3 separate regions of the Mus musculus genome follow, and all the other regions are linked to region 1. Evidence: chromatin contacts called from public HiChIP or PLAC-seq and promoter capture Hi-C data. All regions are on one chromosome and are shown on one strand. Each heading gives the region's core, a stretch centred on a gene start, on an enhancer-like site or on the middle of the called end of the contact. The rest is flanking DNA. Distances are from core to core; before and after follow the strand shown.

Evidence for each region. HiChIP or PLAC-seq counts read pairs in DNA pulled down with a chosen protein or histone mark. Capture Hi-C pulls out chosen DNA fragments and counts their contacts.
Region 2: an H3K27ac HiChIP or PLAC-seq map of extraembryonic endoderm stem cells shows a contact between it and region 1. The contact joins two enhancer-like sites. A contact is called at or near these places in 1 of 484 Hi-C or Micro-C datasets (the HL-1 cell line), 2 of 115 datasets of contacts at active chromatin or transcription factors (extraembryonic endoderm stem cells and pancreatic cancer cells) and 1 of 9 other capture datasets (embryonic stem cells).
Region 3: a contact with region 1 is called in a promoter capture Hi-C map of pancreatic islet. The contact joins two enhancer-like sites. A contact is called at or near these places in 1 of 484 Hi-C or Micro-C datasets (the HL-1 cell line), 2 of 115 datasets of contacts at active chromatin or transcription factors (embryonic stem cells and pancreatic cancer cells) and 2 of 9 other capture datasets (liver and pancreatic islet).

The regions. Positions count from the first base shown.
Region 1 is chr7:112,591,754-112,595,667 of GRCm38.p6, reverse strand. No RefSeq gene overlaps it. Among named protein-coding and RNA genes, the nearest start is that of Gm24154, 25 kb to the left of the region's middle. Within about 2 kb of position 1,872, at least 9 of the 459 cell types and tissues checked have an H3K27ac peak or open chromatin away from gene starts, as enhancers often do. A contact at or near this core is called in extraembryonic endoderm stem cells and pancreatic islet, where this site is marked.
Region 2 is chr7:112,786,412-112,790,325 of GRCm38.p6, reverse strand. All of the region lies in intron 2 of Tead1 (TEA domain family member 1), which reads right to left. Among named protein-coding and RNA genes, the nearest start is that of Tead1, 110 kb to the right of the region's middle. Within about 2 kb of position 1,800, at least 88 of the 459 cell types and tissues checked have an H3K27ac peak or open chromatin away from gene starts, as enhancers often do. A contact at or near this core is called in extraembryonic endoderm stem cells, where this site is marked.
Region 3 is chr7:112,759,227-112,763,140 of GRCm38.p6, reverse strand. Tead1 (TEA domain family member 1) reads right to left here. Exons shown (of 13, transcript NM_009346.4): 2 at 3,502-3,757. The coding sequence starts at 3,703. Among named protein-coding and RNA genes, the nearest start is that of Tead1, 82 kb to the right of the region's middle. Within about 2 kb of position 2,195, at least 98 of the 459 cell types and tissues checked have an H3K27ac peak or open chromatin away from gene starts, as enhancers often do. A contact at or near this core is called in pancreatic islet, where this site is marked.

The DNA.
Region 1 (3,914 bases), core at 623-3,122:
TTGCATAGGCTTTCCCCAGAGCTCTGTTTCAGTCTGCTAGCTTCTCCTGTTGGGCCTGGCCTTCCCCAGAGCAGGAGAAATGAACGTGTCCTCGAATCCTCAGCTACTGTCTGGGGATGCCAGAGACTCTGAAGGCAAAAGCCGAGGAATGCGAAGCATTTATGACTTAGCAGAATTGTTCCTTAACTTCTGGCTTCTGGAGGAGCCTTCTGGATTCCACTGTGGCTGCTCCTCTGCGTCTAGAACCTGCCAAGAACTCCCAGGTCCCAGTCAGCACTTAGGCTGCTATGTGGGGGCAGGGGTCAGAGGACCTCAGTGTGGCTGGTGGCCCAGAGCACTGGTGTGGATGTCCAGGCCTACTCCAGGGGAAGGAGAGGGGTGGGGTGGGGAAGAGAGGCTGTAACCTCAGGGCTCTGGCCTTTTTTGAAGGGTGAGCATTGCCATGGCTCTCATCAACCTGGGTTACTGAATTTTCTCTGAGCAAGGCTTGGTGTAGCCCTCAGGGGAGGGGCCTTTCCATACTGCCTACCTCTGGGCAGATGGTCACCCTTCCTCTGGTGCCATCTCCTTCAGTGTGTAGCTTGAATGGGGGCTGTGGTGTTCTTATACCTCCTTCTCCATCTCCGTGGGCTTATATGACCAGAAGCAACTGAACTGAACTAGTGGGACTTAGAGGGGCTGTGACTGACTTCGCCTAGTTCTTTCACAGAGGCCGCCAGAGCAGGCAACCTTGTCTCTCAATGAAGCTCTCCCACTGCCCTTGAGCTATCTTCACAGCAGATCATTTCTATCCAATCCTCCTCTTCTTCACTCTCACTTTGGATAAATATTTACATATTTACTGTGCATGTGTGCATGTGTGTATGTATGTGTGTGTGTGTGTGTGTGTGTATGTGAGAGAGAGAGAGAGAGAGAGAGAAAGATCTCATATGAGTATGTATGGAGGCCAGTGAATGAGCCCTGGCCTATTGCTCTCTACCTTATTTTCTTGAGACAGGAACTTGGACTTAATGTTTGGTTAGGTTGGCAGCTATCAAGCTTCATCTCTTCTCTTCTCTTCTCTTCTCTTCTCCCCTCCCCTCCCCTCCCCTCCCCTCCCCTCCCCTCCCCTCCCCTCCCCTCCCCTCCCCTCCCCTCCCCTCCCCTCCCCTCCCCTCCCCTCCCCTCCCCTCCCCTCCTCTCTTCTCTTCTCTTCTCTTCTCTTCATGAGACAGGGTCTTCCACTGACTTGGAACTGCTGACTGGCCAGAGGTCACCAGCCTCTGCTTCCCCAGTTCTGGAATTCCAAGTACATATGGCCTACTCGGTTTCTTTCTTTTTTAAAACTTGAGTCTGGACATTGAACTCATGCTTATGACAGCAATGAGTGCATGCATACCAGTGCTCAGCTTTTTATACAGTCTAAGACCCCCTTCCTGGGGAATGGTGCCACGCAGAGTGGCCTGGGACTACCCACATCAATTAACACAAGACAAAACCCCACAGCTTGTCTACAGGCCAACCTTTTCTAAACAATCCCTTATTGAGAACTTCCTCTTTCTTTAGGTGATTCTAGACTGGTAAGTAGACAATTAAAACTAAGCATTACACATATATAAAATCAGAGAGCTCAGAAAAAAAGAGAGGGAGTCCATGGGCTCCCATATCTTAACTGAGTGCAGAATTATTGCTTGCCACCTCCTGGCTCATGGCTTTGATCAAGGCTTTAATCCAGGCTCCCTGTTCAGTGAGTGTCTATCCTCTAGTATCACAACAAATAAGGGAAGATGTGGTAGCCTTGGTGACCTGAGCAAGGACAGGCTTCCAGGAGCTGGTTTCAGAAACGTTGACAAATATTTGCCAAGGGCAGGCACCCGTGAGTGGGCAACAGGCTATTGTTGAGGTTTCCAGGAAATCTCAGAACATCTGGGGAGTCATGCGGCCCCAGCCCCAGCTCCCATACTGAACAAACGTGCAGCAGATTAAATATTTATCTATTGTCCTGTCCACCTCAATAAAACCTCACACTCTTTCATGCTCTTGCCTTAATGAGGTTTGTGTGCCTTGGAATGCCGCCCTGGGCCAGCCAATCATATCCAAAGATGTGAAAACATAAAAATCGATAAAAAGAAATGAAAAGTCTGTTTCACTGATAAGACATCATTTATCTTACTCATGGGTACTTCTCAGATTCCCCTAAGTGCCCTTTTAGAGGGCAGCATCAAACCCAGGACCCACTTGCCTCAGTGGATGGAGGCTCTCTCACGTCAGCAGCGGAGGTACAGGTGTGACTTTAGAATGCCGTATTTCCACAACCCTCTCTGGCGCCCCAAATCCAAATTGGACCACTTCCATAATTTTTAATATGGTTGTCGTTTTGTGTCCTTGGGATTGGTTCAAGAACGACCCCTAGATACCAAATTGGTAGATCCTTCAATATCTTTTATGAAAGACTGTCTCCCCACACATACACACACCTGTGCCACTCTCTACTATTTTCTTGGTTAAAGAGGTTGCTGGGAGGTTAAGAGCACTTCCTGTGCTCCAGAGGAACTGGGCTTGCTTCCCAATATTCACATAGTGGCTCAAAACCATCCGGATCTTCAGTGCTAGGGGACCTGAGCTGATGCCTTCTTCTGAAATCTGTTGAGACTACATGCATGTGGTACATATACATGCATGCAGACAAAATACTCACATTAAACAAAGTAAGTTAAAAGTATTTTTAAAAATTTTATACAGTCAGTGAGTATGTCAATCAACCATGCAGTACTGTACCTCAGTGTGGTTCTCCGGTTCTCAGTTTTTGAGTGACTGTCCTGTATTTTCCAATACAGCCTGTCAATCTGGTGGGAGAGATTCTATGCAATGCTTGCATTAGAGAAGGCTGGAGGACATATTCCTCTTGCCAGAGTAGGCTGGGGCCCCTAGCTTGGATTCCTGAGGCGGGGCTGCACTCAAGGCAGGGAGTCTCAAAGCCTTTCCTGCTTAGGGAGTCTAAGCCCCCTGACCTATGGATTCCATCCACTCTCATTTTCCAGTGGAAAAATAAATGAGCACTAATTTGGGGGGGGGCAGGGAATGGGTGATGTATACATGTGCTCTCACGCTGGAAGACACTGATTCATATGGGAACCACAATGTATACACGCCGGAGAGTCTGGTTATTGGAAAATTACAGCCCTGGAATTCTGTTGATGTAAATAAGCTTCGATATCCTCTGTAGGGTTAACCAAGCAACCCACAACACAATGAGCTGATAATGACAACACTGATTCATAATTAAAAAGTCCCTGTGGCAGTGGCTGGAAACTGCAAACAACTGAAGGTGGTACTGACGAGTGGCCGATGAGAAAGCCTTCTCCCAGACTTGGGGATATAACCAGTCTATCTGCACACTGGAGATACGTCTTTTCTTGTAGCCTGGCAGGCAGCTGGACTTCACAATATTGCAGGGGATGCAGTAACCTTTAACAGGCTTTCTTAGTCAATTGCCAATTAGTTGGCCTAATTGCATGCAAAAATGAAGCCTTAATCAAATTATACACAATTGGGTTGTATGTGTGTGCGTGCGTGGGTGCGTGGTGTGTCTGAGATAGAGGATGTTTAACATGTCTAAGATCTTGGGTCTAGGCCCCAGATCATCAGCCACAAGAAAAAAATTATACACTATTTACCATTATATTCCAAAGGAAGATCTAGAAAACTTCCAATCCAGGCATAAGATGCCTCTGATGGTGTCTCTGGCCCCTGTGCTGGGGTGCTGCCTTTGTCTTATAGGCTGGACTTTCCTTCCTACCTCAAGCAGACCAGAGCTGCATGTCGGATGAGCAAAGCACTCAGATTCTCATTTTTAAAAAATGTGCAAATCATCTACGTGAAACAGTTTAGAAGGTTTAACACTGTTCATTTACTGTCTCATGGAAGATGATTTC
Region 2 (3,914 bases), core at 551-3,050, 190 kb before region 1:
GAAAAGCCAGGCTTTTCAGCCCATATTTAAAGGCATGATATACTCATGAATGAGCCATAGAATTGAATTTAAAGCCTTGGAATACAAGCTCAGGCACAAGCACTGTCACCTTCAGGTTCACTAAAAGATTTGAAAAACTAATGTTTGTTATTGTTAGGAGGCAGAGTCAGGAATTTGTCAGTTCAAGACCAGCCGGACTACATAGCAAGTTCCTGACCATCCTGATGGAGAGAGAAGAATATAAAGGATGGAGGGAGGGAGACATCACAGGATGGTCCTGGTTTTGAAGAAAAATTTATTTTAGCATAATCTGCGGGGGGGGGGGGGGCAGTTGCCTCAAAAGAACATTCTATTCTTAGATTTGAGGGTTGATAGGCATGTAACACCTGTGCCCAGGCCATGTCCTTGGTACATAGGCCCAGGAGTGAGTCCCCTGATCTGACTAGCTAGGTGGGTGTCTCCTCCCATCTTCACTGCTTGGCATTTGTCCCTGCAGAGGCTACACACCGAAGTGAACCATCTCCCCAGACAAAGGCGTACCTTCCTACCCTCAAGGGTATTCCAAGCTACTCCCTGCTAGAACCTCCAGCCAAGGCCTCAAGCATATTGTTCTCCGCTGTCTATCTATTAAGAGGCTCTGGAAAAGCATGCAGGAAGGCTTCATGGTTTCTTTTCCCCCTAGACCCAGCTTAAGCAATGCCACAGTGTATATACACTACCTAAATTCTATCCAGCTTGTATATTTTAAGATTTATTTTAACTTATGTGTATGAGTGTTTTGCCTGAAAGAAAAGGAGTCGGATCCCCCTGAAACTGGAGCTGTGAGAACTGAACCTGGGTCCTCTGAAAGAGCAACAACTGCTCTTAACTTCTGAGCCATTTCTCCAGCTCCTCTATCCTGCTTTCTTAGCAAAGGTGTGCAGCACACTACAGTCTATAATATACACAGACTAAACCCACCAACAACCCCCATGGAGCTCTGTGAGTATGGGGCCAAGCTGCAGCGTCACCACGAGCAGCCCAGGAGAGCCAGTTCCATTAAGACACACACACAGCAGACACTCAGGAAGGAGCCTTCCTTCCTACACACCTCCCACCTTGCCTAATCGGTGGGCCACACACGTAGTGCTCCATCAACAAAAGCCGTGAAAAGTATTATCGTCTTTGTGGCTTATGAAAAGCCGTAATTCTCCTTCCTGTTTTACTCAAAGCCACCTGAAGTTGCCTGGTCTTAAACATGGCCCACCTAAGCTACCAGAGGCAGGAAAGAGGGGTTCTTCCTCGGGAAGATGGAAAAACAAAGTGGTTCTAAATTTGCACACACATTTCTAAACCCACCATCCCAGGGCCTTCAGAAATGCCCGAGGGAGGAAGAACTTTCCTCGACTGCTCTGTGGCTGAGAACACCTGGGGTTGCAGGATGAGCAATAACAGAAAACTTACCATAAAGAGGGAATGTGAACAACATTAGAAAACCTTTCAGGAAGGGGGGGCGGGGGAGAGAAAGCAGCCTCCAGACTCGGGGCCAGGTGGGCAAGGACAGCAGTTTTCTGCCAAGCTGAAAAATATAGGTAAAAAGATTAGGCCTACGCAACTTTTGTTTGCTACACATCCAGCACCCAGGATGGCCCTGGTCAGAAGGCTGCTTGGCTCCTGGCTACCGTGGTGTTTTTTCTTTCTTGACAATTCACTTCCCCAATAGGCATGGTGCCAACTCAAATGAGACTCAGAGCACTGAAAAGCCCTTCAGGTAAACAGTGTGATAAGCTAAACTGAAAAACTAGACAATGTTTTTGGACTATGAGGTAGTTGCTATGGAGACAGTTGCTAATTAACTGCTTTCAAGCAGGAGAACAAAGGGCTCAGGGCAGGCAGGCCTCTGTATCTCCTAGCTAGCAATGCATGGAGCTTGCGCAACAGCACGTCGCTCATATCTGGAATACCTGAGACCCGGCTGGTCGGCTAGATGCCTGGGGAATTGACAAAAGTACATTTTCTTCATCTTGACCTGGATTAACGGCACCTGGCCACCAGTACCTGTCAGGGAAGCAAGCTACACAGTAAAATGGCAGATTGCAGAGTAGCAACAAAAAGCCTGGCCCTTTCCTGAACAGTTATCTCCATTGCTGAGTGGAGACAATGGGGAATGGTTTGGATGGAGGGCTGAGCAGAAGAACTTTTTTTGTTTGGGGTCCTGGGGTTATACCCAGAGCTTTGCACATACATGCTAAGCATGCATTCTATCATGGAGATAAATGCAAGAGAATGAGTAATTTGTATGTAGGCGTGTGTTTCTAATATGCATGCATGAGGCCACAAATCTACAGGAGGTGCTTTCCGCCTTATTTTTTGAGACAGGGTCTTTTATTGAATATGGACCACACTAATAGGCCTGACTGTCTGGCCTGAGAGCTACCGAATCCACCTGTCTCTACACCCCAGCACTGGTGTTCCCATGCTTGTACAGCAAGCACTTAACGCCCTGAGGCAGCATCTCAGCGTGCCTGCACCCCAATCTGTAAATGATAAGTTCAACTTTTCATGCTTTACTACAGACCCCCCCCCAAAAAAAGTTATTTCAAAACAAAGGCATAATCTCTCCTCTTTTGGGATTCAAGTTCCCTATGGAAAACGATGTCTGGATATAGCTCAAGACCCAACAATAAAACCTATAATCACACCATACTCTTTGGCTCCAACATTATGCAATAATAACTAACTCAATAAACATGCACAAGAGTGCAACTGAAATGTGTCTATCTATCGCGGGCTCTTTCCTCCTCGGTCGCCATCCCAAGCTGACTGGGCTGATCCTGAGGCGGCAATGCTATTCTGAAGGGCTGGCCCCAGAGCTACAGTCCTTTACCAACATCAACACTGAAGCAGCATTAGCTGCTAGTGACAACCTCGTCTTGGAAAGACTCTGATGCCTCCACTGAGACCCAAGTTGTTTGTGCCAGGTTACATGAAACATATCTGCATTAAATAAATGTCCAGTAAGCTTTGCCTCCGAGAACACATCAAACACTCCTCTTCACTCTTAAGAATTTCAGATCAATTCGACCTGGAGCATCTACCTTCATTACCAGAGGCAGAATAGGGATTAAGCAGGCCATGATTCTCAGAGACACAATAAGAGAATTCTCAGCTGGATTCTGGGGTGTTCATAAACAACCTTAGAAAAGGCTGATGGTTTTCTGGCATGGCTGACATCCAGCAAAGTGCACGAGCTGTCAAAGCAGACATGCTGGATCACACCCAGGTCCTTGCGGCATGGTCTTTTGCAATACTGGCCCCTTTGAGCTCTGGCTTTCCCATTTGCAAAAGATACCAGTTTCAGAGCTACTGAGCTAGCTGGCCGCTTGCTCCAGTCCCTAGTCTATAGCAAGCAGTCAAGAGACCACAGCTGTTTACCACAGCCTCCATTTATTAACTGCTTTCCTTTACAATGGCATAAAGCTGCTGGAGACTTTAATTCCCCAGGAAAAGGAAATAGGGATTTTTCAATAGGGACACGTGACTCTCTCTGCCCACAATACAAACGACCGTGTCCAATGCCCATGGTTTGAACGGTGGGCACTGGACCTGTCACACTTGGGCTTGGTTGCTGGTATGAACTGGGTCTGTTCTTGTGAAAACAAGGAGTTAACTTGTTCTGCAGCAGGCAGTTTTTAAATAAGGCTTGCAGCCCAAGCCCCTCCCTACCTGGGTTAAATTTCATCAGCCAGTGCCCAGGGGCATCTCACCTCATCTCATTTCAATCTGTTTCCTCCACTCCTTCCAGACTGTCCCCATCCATCCATCCATCCATCCATCCATCCACACATTCAACAGAACTTACCAGCCATGAAAGTTGTGGCAGACATGGTACGCTAATGCAGGGAACACAAAAACCCGACCCCAACTCACAAGAG
Region 3 (3,914 bases), core at 946-3,445, 170 kb before region 1:
CTGAGACCTAAAAGTGCCAGGCCAGGATTCATATTAATTACACAGTCTAAACTGCTAAGTGCTGCACCTGTCTGCCTCTAGGGCACACAATCACTGCAAACTGGTTTCTGTCCCAACTCTTGAAGGATTCCAAGGACATGTGACCACACTGCCAGACTGTGTCTTCAGTTACAGAGGGAACAGACGCAGGTATTCCCATAGATCACAGTTTGGGTTATTTTTGTTTGTTTGGGGGTAAAGTCTTGTTTTCAGCTGTGGTGTACTCCCCTAAAATCCAGCTTCAGAAAAGCATGCTCCTTAAACACTTCCCTCCCATCCCTCCTCCCTCTCTACCTCCCAGAAAAAGAAACACACAGCTATGCAAAAATGGGCTAAGGAATGAAAGAGGAAAGAGGAAGGCCTGTGCATCTTAAGAGCAAAGTCAGAGGCAGCAGCCAAGAGCAAGCATTGTACATCAGGGAACACAGAAAATGTCCAGGCACACAGAGGCAGGCAGGCGGACGGCTACACAGTCTCAGCTGCCCAACGTCCAAGGTAACAGAAAATTAAGCCATTTCTCTTCCAAGGGACAAAAGCTTATCATAAACAACTCTCCGTTTACTCTCCTGCCAACCATGATGAAAATCTCATTACCAAAATAAATCACTTGACCTTGCCTCTTCCAGTGTTTCGAGACTAGTGACAACCCAGAGAACTCAGAAATGCTCAGAGATGGAGGAATGAAATCCTCAAGGAAGACTCGCCAGGTGTTTCACTGGGCTATGACTTTGACTGACTTCACAGAGAATCCATTTTCAAAGGTCTTAGAGAAAAGGGATGCTCTCGGGGACCGCTGACTACTGGTCGAACATTAAGATTCGTTTATGTGCTAGCAAAAGCTTGATCACGAAGGGTGACCCTGGCCTTACATGGGCTCACATGACTCTGTCTCCGACTGGCTGAGGTAGCACTAAGGAGAGTCAACTTTCTCTGACAAAGTTAAAGCAGATCCCCTAAAGGGAGGCCCAGTCTCCAATTCAACTAGCCCAGGAACTACCACACTTCCCTCCAAGATAGCCTGAGGCATTCTATCTTATGCCACAAGACAGGGAGCCAAGGGGAGTGCTTCCTCCCTGGACAGATGGAGATACTGCAAGGCCAATGCAGAAAACCCATCTCTTCCTGATCAGGGGACAAAACCATGCAGGTTGTGTACTCTCTGGCCCTGTGAAACCCACAACCATACTAGACTCTTCCTCCCTAGTGAGGAAAAACGGTTGCCTCATTTTAAATCTGGCTGGCCACCAACAGACAGTAATCGGATAGTGTTAACTTAAGGAGAAAGACACCCATACTCAAAAACAGATACAACTGGGAAGTACTGGGAACTGAGTTACCCTCGTCCTAGACACATATCCCACAGCCAACACCAAACTTACCAATATCTAATCACCCTGCTGAATTCCACCCCTCAAAACCACAATATCCTAGATGGCAAGTCTCCAAGGACCTGTTGTCCTCATTTATTTGATCATCTTTCCCAGGAGCCCAAAACTACATTAACACCAAGCACAAATGTGATCAGGTTAATAGCTGATAGAATAACTCCAATCTGAAGCTTCCATGGATTCAGTTCTCAGCAAGAGATCTTAAAAATCATTTTCACATAAAAAGTTTACAATTGAGTTATAGGCAAAGTGGGCAACTATTTACAAAGGAAAATCTCAATGGAGGGGGAAAAAACATTTTCAAAGGCACGATCTCATTAGATAGCTTAGGCTGGCTCTAATTCTCACTCTCCTTCTGCCTTAGACTCCTGAGTGTTGTTGGGATTATAGATGTACACCACCAAATGTCTTACGCCATTAATTTAGATTAAAACAACCTGTGAGCAAAGAAGTGGGAGCTTCACAATGCAACATCCCAAAGCTATGCTTCAAGGGAAAGCTGAGGAAGGAGAAGCCGGGGAAGAAAGGACGGACGCAGGATCCACCCACAGCAGCTGAGCAACCGGTTTCGGCCCGACTTCACTACCCTAGATAAAAAGAGGATTCTCTGGCTATAGCAGAAACTCACAAGAGCATAAAACAAATGCCACAAGTTTGGGTTCTCACTCCCGAGTGCATGACAGGCTGAGAGGCTCAGTGCCACAGAAAGCAAAAGTGTCTTTGTTTCCATTACATCATCCGTGGTGAAGGGGGAGGGCAGGCAGGGCACAGCTGGTGGCAGCTGTGCTACCATCTGCTCTCCTCTCAGAAGTCTTTGCTGGTCTGAGCACAGCCTCCTTGGGCTCCTGACAGAGACACGCGGGGTTAAAGGTACAACACCCTATTACAGAAATAGTGGGAATTACTGAGAAATAAATCACTCCTCTGTTGAGTTAAGAGCCTCGGGTAGTGGATGAGCCAGTGTTGGTGGAATTTATGCTGGCTGCATCTCTTTAGACTTGGTGACAACACAAACTCTGTCAACTCAGTTAGACAAGCACTATGTACAAGTGACCACCTGCCACCTACTTTCCTAAAGGTAGATAGCCAAAAAACCCGCAAGTCTGCATGCAGCTGGGAGCATTCTGGAAAGAGAATGTCCCCAACCTGTGGAGGGAAGCTTCACACCAGCTAGGGTGGGGACATTCGCTGTCAGCAACCAGAGCCATTTGGAAAGCTGGGCCTGCCTTCCTTGCCTCATGCAGCTTTCCCCAGAACCTACTCAGAGGACAGTCATAGAGGAAGGGGAAGCTGGGAGCTGGGAGCTGGGCACATGAATTGGGGCTGGGGAAAAACAGATGGGACAGGACAGGACACACAACAACGTCTTAACTAGCCATTCAGCTGCAAGTTAGAAGCAAGAATGGAAACAGGCCAATCAAACCTGTGTGTGTTTTATCTGGCCAGTACAGGGCTGATCCTGAAGTGGGGGATTTCAGAATTTTTAGAGGGACATAATGTTGAGGCAGGGTCTCATTAAGTCCAGGTTGGCCAGAATTCTCTATGTAGACCTTGAACTTCTGGTCAACCTAGCTCCACTTCCTGAGTGCTGGGATTACAGGGGAGCACTACTGGGATTACAGGGGAGCACTGCCATGCCCTGTTTCCCAAGGCTGTAGATTAAACCTAGAGGTCTGTGCTGCCAGGAACAACCACATCCCCAGCCAATAAAAAAAGAATAGATTTCAAATACAAATCTAAAGCACAAGATCTTCCTGCAAGGGTGGGAAGGACTCAAGGGACTCGGTCCCACTCGACGCCAGCTATGTGGAGCCGAATGACTGAAGAATTTGTTCCCTCCTGCACGTATGCCACCGTGGCACGTGAACCTTGAGAGCATCTGCCAGAAGGCCTGTCAAGCATGAAGAGAAAACCCCCAAGGGATGGTATCCCAGGATCCTCCTCTGTAGTGGAGCCCTGGTCCCTGGGATAGCCAAATGTCATTCTACAAAGAGCAACCAGGCTGGCTTCGGAGAACATCCCCTCCCACTGCAGCAGGCTGGAGGCCCTGAAAGGAATGTTCCAGGCCACTTACCATACATTTTGCCTTCGTCTGATAAGATGATTTTTCTCCTCCCACACGGCGGATAGATAGCCAGGGCCTCCTGGAAACTCTGCTCAATATCAGGACTCCAGACGCCCTCCGCGTCGTTGTCAATCGGCTTATCTGCCGAGTCGCTCATCCTTTCCATGTTTTCGGCAGGGCTCTCGCTGCCGCTCCAGCTGCTGGGCTCAATTTTGGCGGTTGGGTTTTCCAAGCCGAAGCCTGGAGCCTTTTCAAGAAAACAAACCTAAAAGAGAAATCATAAAACCATGTAAGGCTAGGGGTGCCATCAATATACTGCTTCTACAAGCTGCATAGTAAGCTCACAGGTCATCAACAGTGTTACGTGGACAATAATTCCTGGAGGAGAATATGGAATTCTGAGATCCCAAGATGATTTTGTC